Linked DNA regions of Arachis hypogaea: region 2 is linked to region 1. The links are chromatin contacts, called in public Hi-C maps. All regions are on one chromosome and are shown on one strand. Each heading gives the region's core, a stretch centred on a gene start, on an enhancer-like site or on the middle of the called end of the contact. The rest is flanking DNA. Distances are from core to core; before and after follow the strand shown.

Region 1 (5,055 bases), core at 1,491-3,990:
GTGTAGGCATGAAAATCAAGCGGTACATTATACAATATCATTTAACCATAGGTGAGGTTGGTGTAAAATACCCTAGAACCTATTACCCTTTCATAACCTGTCTTGTATAGTCATATGCTGGTGCACTACAATATATACATGCCAATGTATTCTATAATACTAACATAAGTTTAATATTCATCTAAAAAATACATGCCAATGTAACTATTTGCTCTAAGGCTTTGTTCTGATAACTATTTGCTCTAAAAGTAACAAACTAGTGAAACTGGTAAATTTGTAGATGATAAAGCAAAATACCTTCTGTTTGTCATCGGTTGTCTGCCTCTGTAGTAAAGAAGGACTCCTTACATTTGAAAACAGAAAATCTCCAAGATCTTCTAAATGTCTTCTGAGATCACCAGGAGAAATCTTTGAAGAATGCTTCTGTTTGACACAGATTACATCTTGACCACCAATAGCCATACCTACTACTATGTGTGTACCATATGTCTGAATGAACCTGCCTAACAAAATTCATCAGCATCACATACGAATCAACATAGAAACCCAAACTTAAACACCATATCAAACTGTCAAGATCACTCCACATCAAATGAGATGGGTGCTATCAATGTCGAAACTCTTTCATTAGTCTGTTCGGTTCATCAATAAGACAACAACTAGGCTAAATTTTGTAGGATCGCCAAAATGATGAATGTATAACAACCAACAACGAATTGAATTCAAGACACTCAATATTTACACCAGGAATACAAAGATTAATTTAGTGAATTCGCCACTCTACTTACTAAACATAGTAGGGGCGTGGTGTTTACCTAGCCAATGTCGCCAGGTCCCATTGAGCAGGAACAGACTTCTTAACTTCCTCTTGCAGCACAAGTGGAGAAGCTGTTAGATGTAAATAGTCAAGCGAAATGAAATAACCATCAATAGCAAGATACTTGATGTCAGCAGCATCCCTCAACCAGTTACCACTTAAATCAAAAAGAGCATTGAAATAGCCAGAAGGTATTTTCCCTTGCACTGCCGATTTCTGATTTAACAACTCAGACATCTGAAAGTTTAAAAAAGATTCAGATAAAGATCTTAAAACCCAAACATAGTGATATAACAAAGCTTTCTAACTAATTGGCATCTTACAAATGAAACAGAGAAGAAGATATAGAGAAAAAGGAGGACCTGGTTGAACTCAAGCACATCGGATTTGAACCTTATTCTATCCCCTTTATCACAACGAATGTCCTCAGAGACCCCTCTAATGGTGATGGAGGCTCCACCAGCTGTAGGGATCAAAATATCCCTCTTGTACATTTCATCAAGCACCACCAACCTCTTCCCACCGCCTCCAACTCCCTTTGCAAAATTCATCTAAAAAATACATGCCAATGTAACATAAGTTTAAGATTCATCTACAAATTTAACATGGATTTAACTAACTAAATAATAATTATCAGAACAAGTCAAAGGGAGGCCAACAAACAAAACCTAAAATATTAAACAAAGATGGAAACAAAGACACAGGGAGCAATAACATTGCTGCACAAACGTTCACTTTCAGCGAATTATCTTCTGCTACTTCCAAGAACTTTAGGCAGGAGTGCCTAATTGGGGAAAGATTTCTCTTTCTGTTAATTAGTCCAAAATAGAGACACAGAGAATCAGGGAAGAAAGACTTACCAGTGCTTACGGTGCCGATTGAGACAAAGACAGAGGATTCCGAATCCAACGAGGGTTTGCGAGACAGAGACCACTGAGGGAGTAGGAGGGCATGCCGATGCCTAGGAGCGATAGAGAAGGGGATGGCAGCTCGGCTGCGACCCTGGTCTGACGAAGGAGGTGATGCTCAAGACGGAGAGACAACAGAGCTTGAGACGCAGTGAATCGTGCACTGCAGAGCTCGAGGCGCGGTGAAATAAAGACGGCGGAGCTCCAGGCACAGTTAATCACGGAGTAGTGATGAGAGTGGTGAATGAGAAAGTGATTTAGGGTTTGGGTGCGACAGAGAGTGGGTTGGGTGTGAGGGTTAGATAAAGGGCTGGGTGTGAGGGTTAGATGAACATGAAGGCGAGCATGCTGGGTGTGAGGGTCATGGCGATCGACTTGGTGCAACGGCAGCTTCCTGGGTGTGACGGCAGCTTGCTTCTAGGTTAAAAGTGAATTTGGGAATAACAGTGAAGTGTATCAGCTGTTATCATATCACTTCTATAGCTAGGTTAAAAGATAACTTAGAAAAAAATGTGGGAAATAAAATTTTGGGGTGAACTTTATCGGTACACTTTTGCAGGGTTAAGACAAATTAGCCACGCTTTTAAAGCATGCCTGTTTCTCTCTATGGCCACGCTTTTTAAGTGTGGCAAAAAAAAGTGGCCAAATCACAAATTAGCTGCCACCCTCATAAAAGCGTGCCCATTGACCACTTTTGGCCACACTTTAAAAGCGTGGCAAGAAAAATGTGTGCCGATAGGCCTTTTTTCTTGTAGTGTGCAGATTTATAAAACAACATTAATTCAACATCATAAACCAAAACAGCATATTACCTATTTGTATTGTAGGTGGTGTCGAATGAAATACCATCTCCGAAATACTCACAGGCGGCCCTGCTCCTTGCGTCCACCCAAAAAGCAAGCTTAATCGACTGATCATCCTCGAGTTCGAGCTCGAAAAAGAAATTCTGATTCTTCTCTTTCAGTTTTAATAAGTATTTCCCAAATTCTTTTGCATCCTCTAGTTCTGATGACATTCCGCACTTCTCTCGTGATGTAATTTCTCACATCTTTTCGATAAAATTTAACTCGCGGTAACCCTCCGCTACTGTCACAAATGATTGGTAAATTTTGCTTGGTCTGATTCCGGCTTCCTCGTTCTTCTCTATTGTACGACGCACGGACATGCTTAGTTCTCTGTATTGTTTAAGCATCTCTGCTTGATTTGCACAGCAAGGATGTGAATGATGCAACACGACCTTGGAAATGATCCAAATATCGATGTTCTTCAATATGTGTATATAAATTATTGCGGGACAATTTAATCCTGCTGAGGGGTTTGTCTTCTCTGTCGGAGATATTTTTTATTTCCATTTCCCCACTCTGCTACATTTAATCAATTGATTCTTAATTTCGTTTTCCTTCTTATTTATGCTCCGAACTCTTGTAGAAATACCTACAACTTTCGAATAATTCTTGTAGAATTTTGCAGCATCTTCAAGGGTGTTAAAAGTCATCCCAACCTTGGGAACAAACTGCTTATCAACATCACGGAGGAACTACAAAATACACCCAAAATAGTCCACAATACGCAATATTAAAACAAGCAAAAACTATAGATTTCAAATACAACTATAAAACCATCATAAAAAATAACAAAACTCATATTCATGAGTCATCATCAAACAGAAACTAAAACAATTCAACTAAAACAATAAGACAATTCACCCTCAGTCAATTGAAAAGTCAGAACCTGTAAATACACCCAAACTTTCTCAGGTTACACCCAAATATTCCTCATTTACACCCGAAAGTCTGATATAAAATGCAGAAGATTCATCAGAACTAGTACATTACATTCAATTCAAACAATGAACAATGAACAAAAAATTTCATAGGCAAGGTTCACAACATTAATCAGCTCCACAATCATAAACTACTAACAAAAATATTAACTGGAATTAAACCACACCTCAGAGACTTCATTGGATCAAAATTCACTTCGCTCTGGTTTAGCTGACAATCTGAAGTTAAATCATCCATTATCTTCAAAAGAATTTCAGAGCTTGATTTCAAAACAATTTCAGAGTAGAGCTTGATTTCAAAATGATTTCAGAGCTTGATTTCAGAAACAATGGAAATCGAGAAAACAAACAAAGAGAACGCACGTAAACGCCAAAAGGGAACGCAGAGAGAAACGCACGAAAGAGATCGCAGAGAGAAGGCACGAAAACGCAGAAGAAATTCGAAAAAGAAAACAAAATCCTTTCGAAAAAGGAAGTTATATATTCACGCGTTGATTGAAAAATCTGTTAAGAGGCGCGTGGATTAGACGTGCCAAAAGAGGCGCGTGTTATGTGTAATTGAGTATATGGACTTATAAGACTTGTATAGCAAAAACGCTTGTATGTGGAGAATAATTCATAAATATAATGGCTATTAAATATATTTTCTCTCATGAAATCAATAACTATATTAAATACGTTGTTTGTATACTATTTTTAGCTATATTTAATTTTAACCATTTAAATTAATCAAATTATAAATACATTCTCATATTTTCGTATAAAAATTTCATTCTTAGTGTTTGTTTGGACGCCATTAAATCAATAAAAAAAACTTTTTTTAATAAAAAATATTTTTTTATTTTTTAATATATTTGACAAATTTTTAATAGTAAAAATAAAAATAATAAAAAAATTAAAAATATTTTTTTTAAAAAGTTACAATTTATATTTTTTAATAATTTTTTTAATAAAAAATATTTTTCACATAATAAATAAATAAAAAAATATTTTATCTTATTGTAACTCAAATATAATTAATAAATAAAAAAAATTATATAAAATATTTAAATATAAAATTAATTTTATTATTTTTAAAAAATTTTAAAATATAATTCAAAAAAAAATTTTAAAACTTCACCCAAACAAATTCTTATAAGATGAATCCATACTCTATATATATATAAAAAGATCATTGTTAGGTAACTTGCGTTATTGACTTGTTTGGTAATGCCGTATGCAACCTAACATGATAACGATAACATCAATATTATGGAAAGCAAATGCCTTTCGAATTCGAGGTTACCTGATAGGCCAGGGCATAATTTCATATCTTTATAGGTCAACGTAGGTCAAGTACGTTATAGTGGTGGGGTTATATATATTTAAACACGCAATTCAATCAAAATATGCAGTGTGGCTTGATTTATTTGGTGTTATTTAGGGCAATAAATTATTAGAGTATAAACATAAATATTTTGTAGAATTAATGAGATATATATGTTCTTATTGTTAGTCTATTTGAGATATAGTTTATCATAGAAAGAAAGATGTTATTATATCTTTTC
Region 2 (5,055 bases), core at 981-3,480, 190 kb before region 1:
TGCCATTTGATACGTTTATCAGCGACGGCGTAGTCGCGGTGGAGTGAGGAGTCTCATTCTGCTGCCTCCGTCGCAGAGCCGCTGTGTGTCCCTTAGTGTGCCTCAGCACCTTAAGCAACCTAGCAAGAAGTCGCCAAGGCGAATAGCATCTGGCAGACAGCGAAGGTTTTCCGACGCCGGCCATGGAATTAGCGTCGTTTTCGTCTTCGTCACCGGTGAGAAGAATATCTGCGACGCTTAAGCGGCGTGGGAAGTTAGTAAGGTTTGGGTTTGAGGATTCAAATAAGAGGCTCTTCTTCTTCTTTCGAGTCTCATTGTTACGATTCATTGTTACTCACTGTTCTGCGATTTATTGTGACTTGTGATAAGTGTGGGGCATTAAATTCTTGATGATAGTTCACTTAACTTCACATTCTGAGTTTTGGAGGGAAAAATTATTGGTCTCTTCGTCTTCTTCTAACTTTCTATTTATTTGTTTAATGAAATACTGTCAATTAAAATTAAAATACTGATATACTACTGCTAGTAACTTAAATTGCCAATCAATTTGGAACATCAAGTGATCAGCTCACTGATTCGCTTAAACAAATGTCAAAATATTTTAATTTTGTCTTATGCGTTCAGCAGCTCATTAGCAGATTAGTTACCGTAGACAAACAAATAAAAAATTAACTTAAATTGTCCGATTAGTTCATGCTTCATAGTCATACCTACTGCACGGAGCTACTCCAAGCAAATTATGCAAAAAAGAAAACAAATACGCTCTAGTTGAATATAAAATTTAAATTATAATGAAATTCCCTATTTGGTATGATGTATTATATTCATTACACAAAACCAATAATGATTTTCTTTTTTTAGTTATTAGTTCACAATAGACTCTGACTTTAAATTTGATGTATTAAATGTATTGTCATTCGTTCTTTTTTTTTTAATTACAATAGGAAATATGAGCAAGTATATAAATTAATTTTTTCTAGTCACCTTTAATTAATATTTTAATTTTTTTATAGAATGACTTTTCTCTTTCTCATTTTTACCTAAGAATAATAGCAAAGATAGATAAATATAAATATCTATGATGATATTTAAAGATATAAATAATTTTGATAAAAAAAAAAAAACGATGAAAGTGGAGTTGCGATATGAGAGACTTAAAGCTTTTTGTACATACTGTGCTCATCTAGGCCACGTTGCTAAAGATTGTCAAAGGTTGATGCAGAATTCTATCTCGGATCATTTGCATCAAAATAAATTTGGAAAATAGGTAAAGGCGGATCATGTTAAGAGAAGAGTGAAAGTTAGGGAAGATGGAGAGACGACAAAAAAGTCTCGAAATAATAAGACACCTCAGTCAATGAAAAAACTACCACCAGTTTAGTTATTGGAAGAATTTTCAAGTCTAACTATAAAAGAAACGAATGATCATGTTAAAAGACAGCCAAAGAGAAGCATGGAGAACAAATACAAACTAAATTTTTGAAATTTCTAAAGTAGTTTGGAATGGTATCACAAACTCGAGTTCCTTAATTTTGTTGGAAAATATGACTTTGTCTAAGAATAATTAACAAGAGGTCCATTAAGGAGAAATTATTGGAAAGATGATTATTGGAGAGAAGATGCAAATTGGAAGAAATTAAAAGAGAATAATGATAATATCAAAAAGATGTGTATGGAGCTATCTAGTGATGATGACATGAGAGTGGAGGGTGTCGGCTGTCAAATGGCATCCAAAGAGATATGAGGTCCTCATGTGAAATTGTCGGAATTTGAGAAGGTCCTTGATAATCCACAGTCTGATAGGGATTAATAGATCCCACTCCCTAAGATTTTTTTTATGCGAAACGAAAAATCAATTTCGAAAAATGGAAGAAAAATTAAGGTCATATGGTTATAAAGATTGGGCCATAGTAAAACCGAGTGGTGTAGCAAGAAGTTTGGCTTTGGCATGGAAAGATGATGTGGAAGTCAAAATTGTGAAGTTGGAATAATTTTATATTACAACAGCAGTTAAAGACTTGGGTACAAATGAAGAATGGGGGCTGGCAGGAATATATTTGAGCATAAATGATCATACTCAACTTTTGTAATTTACTTATCATATTTCAGTTATTCGGCAATTTCAAGGTGTAGTAGTGGTACTTAGAAATTTTAATGCTATCAAAAGTCAAAAAAAAAAAAAAATATGGGTAGGAATGACAGCGTGCAATCATCAATTGAAACTTTCAATAATTTTATTGAAGATAGAGATCTTATAAACATTGACACAATGGGTAGTCCATAGACGTGTTCTAATTGTAGAGGTGAATCTGAACTTATACGTGATCGTTTTGGATATGGTGTTTATAGGGGTGGTGTGGCTGAAGAGATTTCTCAATACAGTTGTACTTTGTCTTTTAGAACTCGGTTTGGATCATGCTCCACTATTGCTTGATACAAAATTGAAAACTGAGGGAACTAAGAGAACATTCAAGTTTCAGGAACGATGGTGCATATCAGAAGAAGTTAGATGAATTATCAATGAGGTTTGGCAACAAAATATTGGCGGACCAGCGATGTTTAAATTAGTGCATAAGCTAAAGTTATGTAGACACCGCTTGATCCAGTGACAGCAGTCTACCAGATCTAATTCAAGGCTGAAAATGGATAATATTCAGCTTAAATTAGAAAAACTAAGGGTTGCAAGAGTTCATGGTAGTTAGAATATTATTGGTGGTATGACTGTTAAATTTTTTTAATTCTATTAGAATATTGTTAGTGAGGATGTGTATATGGTAGTTAGAAGCTTCTTTGTAGGTAGAAAAATTTTGAAAATCTTCAACCATAGCTAGATTTGTCTTATTCCTAAGATTTCTTATATTAGTGATATGATAAAGGTGTGCCATATAAGTTTCTCTACGGTAATATACAAGATAATCTTCAAGGTGTTTGTTCACAAACTCCAGCACATGATGAATAAACTGGTAAGTAATACTTAAAGTGCTTTCATTAAGGGTAAGTTGATCTCAAACAATATTCTCATTGCTTATGAATGTATGCACGATCTCAAAAATAAAAAGAGGGTTTTGGAACATGAAATGATAATTAAACTAGACATGAGTAAGATATATGATAGGGATATGACATTTTTTATGATTTATGTTGAAAAAATTGGGTTTTGGACCAACTTAGATAGGTTGAATTCAAGAATTAATGACCACTGTTTCTTATTTTGTCAATATGGATGGACAACGATTTGATTTTTTTTTTTCAAACCAAATAGAAGTATCAATCAAGGTTGTCCTCTATTTCCATACCTATTTTTATTCTGTGCATAAAGACTTTTTTTCTTACTTCATAAGACAGAACAAAACACACTGATTCATGAAATATAGGTTAATAGAAAGTGCCCCTCAGTCAATCATCTATTATTCACAGACAATTATATCCTATTTTTAAGGTAAAAGGAGATAGTTGTGATAATATCCTTTCTCTATTAAAAAACTACAGGAATTTCAATGGACATATAGAAAATTTAAATAAATCTACAGTGTTTTTTAGCAATAACATCCCTAAGGAGGTTCATATTCAAATTTTCAGCTAGCTACACATAAATCATATTGGAGTCCAAGATAAATATCTAGAACTATCATTAGTTGTATTATGGTCTAAAAAGGCTAAATTCACTCTCCGAACAGAATGCAATCAATCTTGTGCCTACCAGTGAGAAATGCAAATTAAGTATTTTGTAGATGAAAAAAATCACTCAGAAAATTGTAGTAAAAAAAAGCAAAGTTACTGTATGTAATACATACTTTAAGTCTTTTAAGTACGATTTTGATTCCCAAGGTATAGGCTGAAAATTTTTTTCGTCCCCAACCTTTTTTTCATACAAAATTGTCTTTTTTATTTAAATATTAAAATTTTGGACTAAATTATCCATAACAAAAATTTATAAAATAAAAAAAAATAATAAGAGAAAGAGAGTATTTTTCCTCATGCGAAGGGGAAAGGGAAGAATAAGAAGGGAGAAGGGAAGAAGAAGAAGAAGTTGTCCATGATCCACCTTTACCTCCGCTTCTGCCGCCACCTCCGTACGATTTTGGTCCCTAAGATAAGGACGATTTTAAAACCAAGTTAAATCTTAGGGACGATTTTGTATACAAAAAAAGATTGGAGACGAAAAAATTTTCAGTCTATACCTTAGGGACCAAAATCGTACTTAACCCTTCAAAATAACTACCAAACATTTAGTCTCTTTCCCTGTAGGGGTAACCAAGTCCCTGAGGTCCTCTTTACTAACCATCTCTGCAATCACATCTTCACAAAATAGAGAACATTAAAATACACCCTGAACATCCCAAATGTATAAACAGAAACATTATTTATATTGATTAGGATAAGAACATACCAAACAAATCGCTCTGGTGAATCTTCCCAGTGTTGAGAAGCTTAACTATAGTTTTGAACCTAAAGGCTTCCAGCAGAAAGCTCGATTCTTAAACATGATTCACTGTTGTCCTATGTGAAAATATACACTGGCTTGGGATTGTCTGTGCTATTTTGGTATTCTTCACAATAATAAAATTGTTCATGGCATAAATTTGGAATTGAACAATCATACCACTCCACTTGTGGACCAACGCTTTAGGTATTGAAGTAACATCCTATTTTCCTCGTATTTTACAAAAATACAAAAATTGTATGATTAAGACACTATGTAAATAATTTTTATTACTTTAAATGCTCTACATATGTATTTATTGTTTTTTTTAATGATTAAAATGCTCACCTTACTATCTTACAAGATCATCTCAATGCTTTGCACTTCCTTCTTATTAAACTTACTTGGAAGTTTTCATATCCTGATAACATAAACTTTGAAGCTCCACCAAAAATTTTGTTGAGTTTAATAAACAATAATAACATTTTTTATGATGACAAATATTGATTTTAGTTGGGTTAAAAGTCCAATTGAATTTGATCTTTGTATTAGTATTGCAGGCCCAAAGTAATGGTACAGCCCAACAAATTGCAAATTGGACAACAAATCAGCAAGTAGATCATCAAAGCCAC

The links. Hi-C and Micro-C count contacts between places; a contact is called where the count stands out from the background.
Region 2: a Hi-C map of leaf shows a contact between it and region 1, with 2.4 times the contacts expected there. The contact joins the promoter of LOC112785141 here to the promoter of LOC140183175 in region 1. A contact is called at or near these places in 3 of 8 Hi-C or Micro-C datasets (leaf and an unstated tissue).

Annotation. Positions count from the first base shown.
Region 1 is chr20:117,434,415-117,439,469 of arahy.Tifrunner.gnm2.J5K5, reverse strand. LOC140183175 (MACPF domain-containing protein NSL1-like) reads right to left here and starts at 2,740. Exons shown (of 5, transcript XM_072231197.1): 1 at 2,572-2,740; 2 at 1,678-1,824; 3 at 1,481-1,485; 4 at 1,180-1,368; 5 at 755-1,054. The coding sequence starts at 2,740. The coding sequence ends at 812.
Region 2 is chr20:117,619,437-117,624,491 of arahy.Tifrunner.gnm2.J5K5, reverse strand. It overlaps LOC112785141 (protein POLAR LOCALIZATION DURING ASYMMETRIC DIVISION AND REDISTRIBUTION), which reads right to left and starts at 2,230. Exons shown (of 3, transcript XM_025828583.3): 1 at 1-2,230. The coding sequence starts at 328.